Regions from separate parts of the Rattus norvegicus genome. Here region 1 is linked to region 2. Evidence: chromatin contacts called from public Hi-C data. All regions are on one chromosome and are shown on one strand. The core of a region is the stretch at or near the end of the contact, and the rest is flanking DNA. Distances in the headings are between cores, read along the strand shown.

Evidence for each region. A called contact is a pair of places that touch in the nucleus more often than the background predicts.
Region 1: a Hi-C map of Schwann cells shows a contact between it and region 2, with 13 times the contacts expected there. The contact joins the enhancer-like site here to the promoter of Pmepa1 in region 2. A contact is called at or near these places in 2 of 12 Hi-C or Micro-C datasets (Schwann cells and mammary epithelial cells).

What each region holds. Positions count from the first base shown.
Region 1 is chr3:182,760,027-182,764,049 of GRCr8, reverse strand. No RefSeq gene overlaps it. Among named protein-coding and RNA genes, the nearest start is that of Cimip1, 28 kb to the right of the region's middle. Within about 2 kb of position 1,954, at least 4 of the 93 cell types and tissues checked have an H3K27ac peak or open chromatin away from gene starts, as enhancers often do. A contact at or near this core is called in Schwann cells, where this site is marked.
Region 2 is chr3:182,476,904-182,481,015 of GRCr8, reverse strand. Pmepa1 (prostate transmembrane protein, androgen induced 1) reads left to right here and starts at 2,367. Exons shown (of 4, transcript NM_001413584.1): 1 at 2,367-2,818. The coding sequence starts at 2,719. LOC134486502 (a long non-coding RNA gene) reads left to right here. Exons shown (of 2, transcript XR_010065544.1): 2 at 650-966.

The sequences.
Region 1 (4,023 bases), core at 705-3,204, 280 kb before region 2:
TAGGAAGAGCCTGCTGATGCCTGGTGTGGTGGTTTGAGTAGGTTTGGCCCCCACAGATGCATGCGTTTCAGTGCTTGGCCCCCATTAGGAGGTGTGGTCTTACTGGAGTAGGTGTGGTCCTTGTTGGAGGAAGTGCAAAGCCGTGAAGGCCGGCTTTGAGGTCTCTATGTTTAAGCTCCGTCAAGTGTGGAAGAAAGCCTCCTCCTGCTGCCTGTGGAAGACACTGCCCTTCTGCTGCCTTCCGACTCAGATGTAGACCTTTCAGCTCCTCTAGCACCAAGCGTGCCGTGCTTCCCGCCATGATAACGGACTGAACCTCCGAAACTGTAAGCCCCAATGAAATGTTTGCCTTTACGAGAGTTACCTGGGTTACAGTGTCTCTTCACCCTAACTAAGACACCCGCTTCAGGGTGCTGCCCCCGGGTTATGAGAGACAAGTTTTGCTGTCTTAAGCCTCCAATTGGCATTGCTTGTCACACAGCTGTGGGGCAGCCAGTCATGTGGTAACTGCTTAGAGCTACCTCGAGGGCCCCAACATTCCTTTCTGACATTGGAAGTCACTGTATTGGGTCTCTCTGCTGCTGTAACTATGTCATCGGCTCAGAGACTTGATAGGATCCGTGGCCTCATAGCTCTAGAGGAGGCCGCCTGGAAGCCCCACCAGAATTGGGCCTTGGCAATCCTCTGTCCTTTTCTAGAGGCTCCAGGGGACACCTCCTGTTGCCTATGACTCCTCTGATCCAAACAACTGCCGTCTTGGGGAGTTTGCTTGCCAAAGGTCATCTCAGCTGGGCTTGTCAGATGCCTGTCTACGCCATCCTCCTACAAAGGGACGAGGAGGGTTGTAAGCCCACCAGAGAGTCTCCAGCCACTTGCTCCACACCACACACTGTATCCGACTGTGTCCTAACTACACGAGGCCTTGGGGAGGGCACAGAGCATACAGGCCAAGTAGAATAGGAGCTATGGTACAGCTGTTGTCCCTGCTGGGTTAAGATTTCCCAGTGCAGCCTTTTCTGGGGTGTGTGGGGGGAGAATCACTCACACCTTTGTAGGTTACTCTTCATTCTATGCTCTGAGAAAGTCCAATAAACTCACCCAGAGTGAATTTTAGTGGAATGGTGTCTCCACTGATCCCTGGGGCCTCAGGAAGGAGGGGTTGCTTACGTGATCTCCTGGAAAAGAATTCTAGCAACGGCCCCATTCCCTGTCTGTTCCATTTTCTAGAGTCCTCTGTGGGGAGGAGAGGGATCCGTCTCCTGGTCAGGAGCACGAGGGGTTCAGATCCTGAGCCTATGAGAGTCCACAGGAGAGGAGGAGTGGGGAGGGGAGAGATGGACCAAGGAAGAGCCAAGGTTAGTATAAAGGAGGAGACATCATGCCTTGGACTCAAAAATATAAGGACATGCTGAACTGAAAAAAAAAAAAAAACAAAACCAAATACCTATCAACCCAAGCCACACCTGTAATCAAGATAAATGACATTTTAATGCAATTTTTAAAAATCAAAATGAATGCCAAAAAAATCTATGCAAACAAAATATCGGGGCTTTAAATAAAGACAGATGAATTACAGTGTTATGCTCAGCAGTATCGGAGCTGGAGGCAACGGGAAAAAAAATCAGTGAGAGGATCCCTTATTTACTGAAAACTTCAATGTTTTATACAACATGGAGATGTTTGTATTGACTCTAGGTGTTTTAAAAAGTTATTTGTACAGTACTGATTTTTCGTGCATCTGCCTTAATTTTCTACCCGTTTTTATCCCATGCTTGGTGGTAGATGGCAGACCAGGTGACCAGTTACCCAGCATTCCAGGGGCAGTGCCCTCCTGTGAGCGAGTGCTCAGCACCTGCTGCGCACGCAGCCAGAAGGGGGTTGGAGGAGGGCTCTCCTCAGCGGGACTCTGGCTCATGCAGTGTCACAAGTGTCCAGTAGGGGGCAGCATGGCACCTCAAGTCCAGCCTGGGCCAGGGGCATTCCGTTCCTAAGAAGGTGCCCAGACAAGAGAGGGAGGCAGAAGACTGCTGGAAACCCCTGCTCCGGGGGCGAGGGTTGGAGGTTGGGGTGGGGAACGGGGGTTGGGGGGGTGGGGAATGGGGGTTGGGGGATGGGGGCTCCAAGTTCTCTCATCCTAGTAAACTGTGCGGTTGTGTTGCATTTGAATTGAAAACGAACAGAACGAACACTGTGCTAGATTGAATGTTAATGCCACACGGGGCTCACCACAGCCACTCTGTCTGGACGGACCAGTCTTTGTGAATACAGGTTGGGGTGGGCTGGTCTCGGCCACACCCTGAGATGTGCTATTCTGCCACGCCTCTCTGCTCCACCTTGTCTTGTGTCAGTGGCGATGAGGAGCCCTGGAAGGTCTGGGGCATGCGTACCAAATTCCGGGCAAGCCCTCAACACAGCGCTTCCGCCACATAGCAAGCAGAGGGCAGGTGACATCACCCCGGGGTGCCCCTGTCCCTTCTGGGGTCATGATGGAGCACAGTGCTGTGGGCTTGGCTAGCCTCAGACTCCTGGGTCTTTCTCAATAACACACTTCCCCACTGAGTGACATGTTTGCCTCCCACAGGACATGCAGTCAGGGCACCCAGCTGTCACAGTGTTTGTGGGGTGCTGACTGTGGGCCAGGCACTGTGGAAAGGTTTGGTGGTGTTCACCTTTCCAGGGTCCTGTCTAACTGCAAGCCAGTGGGGACACAGGGCTGCTAGGCTGGGAGCCCAGGGTGACTGATAGGGGAGCAGAGGAACGAGTGAGGTTCAAGAATGAATTCCTCTCAGGTGATCCCTTAAGATAGACCCGTATGGCATGGACAACAGGGTGTTTGGGGAGCCAGGGTATGTTGCCCTGAAAGAGCGGCTCCCTCTTGGGTATCCCAACTCTGGGGAAGGACTTGGTTTTTATTCTTCGTTTTGTGCCGTTCACATTTTTCTCATTTTCTGCAGAAGGCAAGAGAGCACATCCTTTGAGAGTTTGAAGGGAAAATCATGAAAAGGTAAGATATTCGGGAGGGGGGACCCATTTAGACATAATCGATGAGTTCTTAGCAGGAGGCTGCAGGAAGGTTCTGGGACGACCTGTGGTTGACTGAGCTTGGCATCTGGGATCTGCCCCTGTCCCCACAGAAGCGACATAGCGGCCCCAAAGCTTCTGTTGCAGTGACCGACCACAAGATAGGAGTCCTGCTGACCTTCCTAAAGGGAAGCCTTACTGCTTTTGCATTTCCTCAGATAGGAAAATCGAGACCCAGAGATAAACAGTCCAAGGTCAAGAGCACAAAAGACTCAGAATTTGTCCAGAGCCAACTCTTGACACCCTTTGGGATGATGTCCCTTAGGGTTCCTTGTTACCCTCACCAGCTTCTCTCTGGGGACAGTCACTACTGACAAGCCAGGACCTTCGAGGTTAGAGGGCACAGTGACCTTCGAGGGATGAGATGAGACCCAGCTCCTAGATTTGTGTCTCCTTTCTCTGCCATCTCTGATGGGGAAACTGAAGCGCAAGGAGCCAAGCCACCACCTCTTCCTATAGTTAGTGTGGTTGGCTCCTGGCCCTGTTCCACATGGGTAGGTGTGTCTGACCCAGTCCTTGAAGTGCTGGCCTGCTGTGGAGACCCATGGGAAACCGTGAGCACCTTGGTGACCACACTACTCTAGCTCTTCTGTTCCTGAGGGATCCTCTACCCTCCAATCTGCCCAGTTCCCTCTGCTCATGATGGCCTCCATCCCCTGATACACTCTCAGCTCTACAGTGACCTCAGCAGGGGTCCTGAGGGGCTCCTCTTGCAGCTTCTGCCTTAGGGAGTGGTGCAGCTTGAGGCCCTCCCTCTTGGGGTCCATGACTGCTGGAGTATTGTCTTCATGGGGGGGGGGGGAGTAACTTGAGGGATGATTGGATGAGTGGACACAGGCCTGGCCTCCAGCCTCACTTACACAGGTGTCCCTCATGGGTCTGGGATGGCCTGGGTTCTCAGCTGTGGACTGAGGATCCTTCAATCGGCTGAAGGACGATGCT
Region 2 (4,112 bases), core at 1,118-3,617:
ACAGAGTTTGATGGAATGAATTGCTGGAAGGAGGGCGTAGCCATAGCGATCTCCATTGGCCCCATGGAAAAAAAAAATGCTCTTTTAATATTTTTCTATAAAAGGTAGCCTGCTAGGGGCCAATATTCCACAACCTGCCACCTTCCAACCAAAACCACACGCACCTTGTAGAAACTTTTATGCAAAGGAATTCAAATCTTTAAATCCCTCCAACTTGTAAAGTATTTTTGTAAATCTCCCCCACCTTTTGTTTTCGCAAAGCATCCCTCCAACCCCCTTCCCAGAACCGTACAGCCCGGGTGCAGCTGAACCCACTTCCTTTCCTTTGCCAAGATTCTTTTAAAACTAGCCAGTCTTGAAAGACTGTGAGGTTGGACCCGGGCCCATGGGGAAAAGACACAGTTAGCACCTGGGTTAGAATAAGAACAGATGAATTCCCTGCTCTAGTTTGGGTCAAGGCCCAACCTTTTTGGGGAAAAAAAAAATTGCCTTGGGGGTTTCTTTCAGTTTGTTTCTTTGTGCAACATGGAGGTTACTCATTGTTCCAGCATCTGAGGTGAGTGGGCCTGGGCTGACCACCCACGTGCAGTCCACCTCCTTAGCACCCTTCCCAGCAAGATTAGTTAGAGTTTCTCCTTTGGTTTTACAGGCGTCAAAGCTCAGCCAGACCTTCCCAGGCCAAAGATTCGCTGAGGAAAATGCTGGTACTGGAACAGGGGCAGCCTCTCATGGTGAAGACATAGCCGTGTCCTGTCGTGGCTTTAAGACTGAGCTTATACCATGTGCAATGGCTCAGCCTATAAGGGTACTTTACTTTCTTCCCGAGGACCTGTGTTCAGTTTCTAGAACCCTCAGGGTGGCTCACAACCATCTGTAACCATCAACGGCTTTCTGCCCACAGTGCACAGACATAGATCAAGGCAAAGCATTCATACATATACCAAAAATAAATATCAGAGACAAAAAGCAAGATTGAGCTGCTATTTCAAACGAATGAACCAGAGCATCTTGGAATCTCCCTCTGGGAGGACCCTGGGCTCCAGGACGACTCCTCCAGGGAAGTCCTGGAAGGTTGGGCAGAGGGACCTACTTCCTGGACTCCTCTGCAAACTATTCTCTCAGCTTCACTTTCTCCTTCCAGTCTATTAAAAACAAAGTAACAATAACTCGTAAAAGCTTCCCCCCTCTCTAAAGACAAGGGATAGGCCTGAAGAGACTTAAAGCAGGATCATGTGTGGGCAGGGATAGGTACTCCCCGAGGCTGGGTAGAACTTAGGTTCTACCTTCCTGAGCCCTCAGCCTGCGCTTAGGGAACGCTTTCCCTGACTGTGAAATGAAGCCAAATAATATTTTGTCTCCCCAACTTGCTATGAAAGACATTACTATCTGGTGTGTTTCTAGCACACAGTAGGCACACCACAGGACTAGAAGTTTACGAATGGGTCAAAGAGACACACTTGACATTTGAGGCTGGGATTAGGGATGTGAGGCCTCTTATGTAACAGTTTAATATCTTTGAAGCCAGAGCACGGGTTCCCATAGCTCTCCAGTAATTAATTAAAACTTAATGAACAAAAAGCACACTCCCATGACCCCCTTTTACACTCTGAGCCACACAGCCCAGTCGGTGGCCTTTGGGGCGGCAGTTAGGGGGTGAGGGTAACTGCTTGGATGTCCCATAATAGTGGCAACACACACACACACACACACACACACACACACACACACACACACTCCCAGTCCTGGGTACTAATTTACAAGGCAAGGACCAGGGGGCGCTTCTCGGGGCTTGACTACTGTTAAAGAGACGCACGGGGGAGCGGGGGAGCAGGGTGTGTGTGTGTGTGTGTGTGTGTGTGTGTGTGTGTCTGTCTGTCTGTCTGTCTGTCTGTCTGTCTGTCTGTCTCAGACTATTTCTCAGTCTTCTGAGAAATACGGCCATGGGTGGGTCTTTACTCCCGGCTCTCCATGCTCTGATTTCCATGCATGGAACTCTTCCAAGGCGACCCCAAAGCCTCACAGTCTTCGGGAGCCCCCAAAAGCCTAGGCGGAGGGCCCCAGGGGCGGGAGTTGGAGAGAACACTTTTAACTTTTCGGCTTGATTATTGTCCTGGGTTGTGGCCGCCTCAGGCACCGGGGCCCCTCGGACTTGGTCTGCGGACTCCCGAGGGCGCCGAGTTTACGCAGCCCCGGAGACCGTTCTACGCGGACGCGAGGCTCGGGCCCTTTAAGAGCCCGCCCCGCGCGCGACGGGCCCGCCCCCCGGGCCGAGGAGGGTGCGGGGGCCGTCGGCGGGGATTGGCGCAGCGCGCGCCCCCTCCGCGGCCCCCGCGCGGTGGGAACCGGCAGCCCCGTCTAGCGCTGACGTCAGACCGTCTGCCTGCCTCCGACCGCGGGCGCGCGGCGCAACCCGATCTCCTTGGACTTGAATGAGGAGCAGGCGGCGGCGCTCAGCTGCGGATCGGCCGGCGCGCAGGCTGAGCCCGGCGGCCCCGCGCCCCGGCCGCCCGCCCGTGCCCCGCACGCCGCCCGCGGCCACGGCCCGCCGCCCCGGGGCTCCCGCTCGGCGGCCGGGGGACCCAGCTCGCCCCGGGGACCTCGGCGGCGCCCCGAGCCCGCGCCGCGCTGCTCGCTGTATGCGGGGCCCGAGCCCCGCGCGCCGGCCGGAGCCGCCCCCGCGCCCCGCGCCTCGCGCCCCGCGCCGCCCGTGACCGCTTGATGGGGGTCAACGGCACCGCCGCCGCAGCCGCCGCCGGGCAGCCCAATGTCTCCTGCGCGTGCAACTGCCAGCGCTCTTTGTTCCCCAGCATGGAGATCAGTGAGTGAGCCCTGTTCCCCTCGGGACAGCCCCGTGGGATACCCGGCCCGGGACATGGTGATCGCGTGGGGACTCGGGGGCCGCGCGCCTGCCTCGCCCAGGCTCCCCGGCTGCGCTCGCCGCGCCCCGGGCGCGCCCTCCCGGAGGCTCGCGGCAGCTGGCGGCCGGCCCGGCTTTGTCCCGCGGCGCTGCGAGCCTGGCACGGTCCCCGCCGCGCGCGCCCCGCCCGGACCGACTCGGACCCGGGGCTCGGCGGAGACATCGCGCCTCTCGGGAGGGCCAGGCGGGCCGGGTCGGGGAAGTTTCCATTCCGTTTTCCCTAGGGACCGGGGCGATGGAGCAATTAGGCTCTTTATCAACTTTGGGCGGGGGAGCGGGCGGAGGAGACACTGTCTGGCCCCGGAGGTGTCTGGGGCTCCTGGCGTGTGTCTGGAGTGGCCATGGCGATGCGTCCCAGGTTTCCGTGCGTATACAGAGTGCGCTGGTCCGTCTGTCTGAGTCTCGGCGCGTCTCTAGGTGTCTGGTTCAGAGTCGCGGTCTGTGCCGGCCGAGTGTGTGTCCGAGTGTCCCTGCATCGCAGTGTGTCTGATGTAGTGTGTGCGCGTGGCGGGGGTTGAGGCTGTGAACTGAATCCAGCCAGATTTAAGGACCGTTTGTGTTCAGGTGTCTGAATCCCGGGCTCAGCGCTGGCGCGACTAGCCCACCGCGGATCCCCAGTGTGTGTCATTGTGAATGTCTGTCCCGGACTCCTATAAATAGCCTCTGTCTGGACTGCTTGGCTCACTCTGCCTGGGACGGTGGTTACAAATGAGTCAAAGTTTTGGAACTGTTTGTGTTGCGACCTCCTTGGAGGTGGTAGACCCAGGGTGGTGAGTGCCCAGCTTGAAGCTCAGGCTGTGGCCAGCGTCCTGCACCTCCAGAAGTTGAGCTCAGGGAGCATCTACTTCCTTCTGTGGCCCACCCAGGTGGCTGTTGGGCTGGGTGGAGAATTGAAACCTCATTCCCTGCCATCTGCCTCCAATCTGCACCCTCCCCCTAACCCACTTTTTTGGGAGGAGGGGGCACCTTTTGCCTTTCTGTTTAGTTTCTTCATTTTACCCTAAAGCACTTCAGGCAAAAAGGCACACGGCCTCCCCCGAACCCAGACAACGTTCCTCTAGCGGAGCCCAGGGGCAACTGCCACAGAACTGGGCATTCGCTAGGTGACTCATAGGCTGGTTTCCGCAGGCAGCTGCCACAGTTTGCACCCCCACCCCAAAACCCTGGTATGTACAGTAGAGCATAAGGGGTTAAA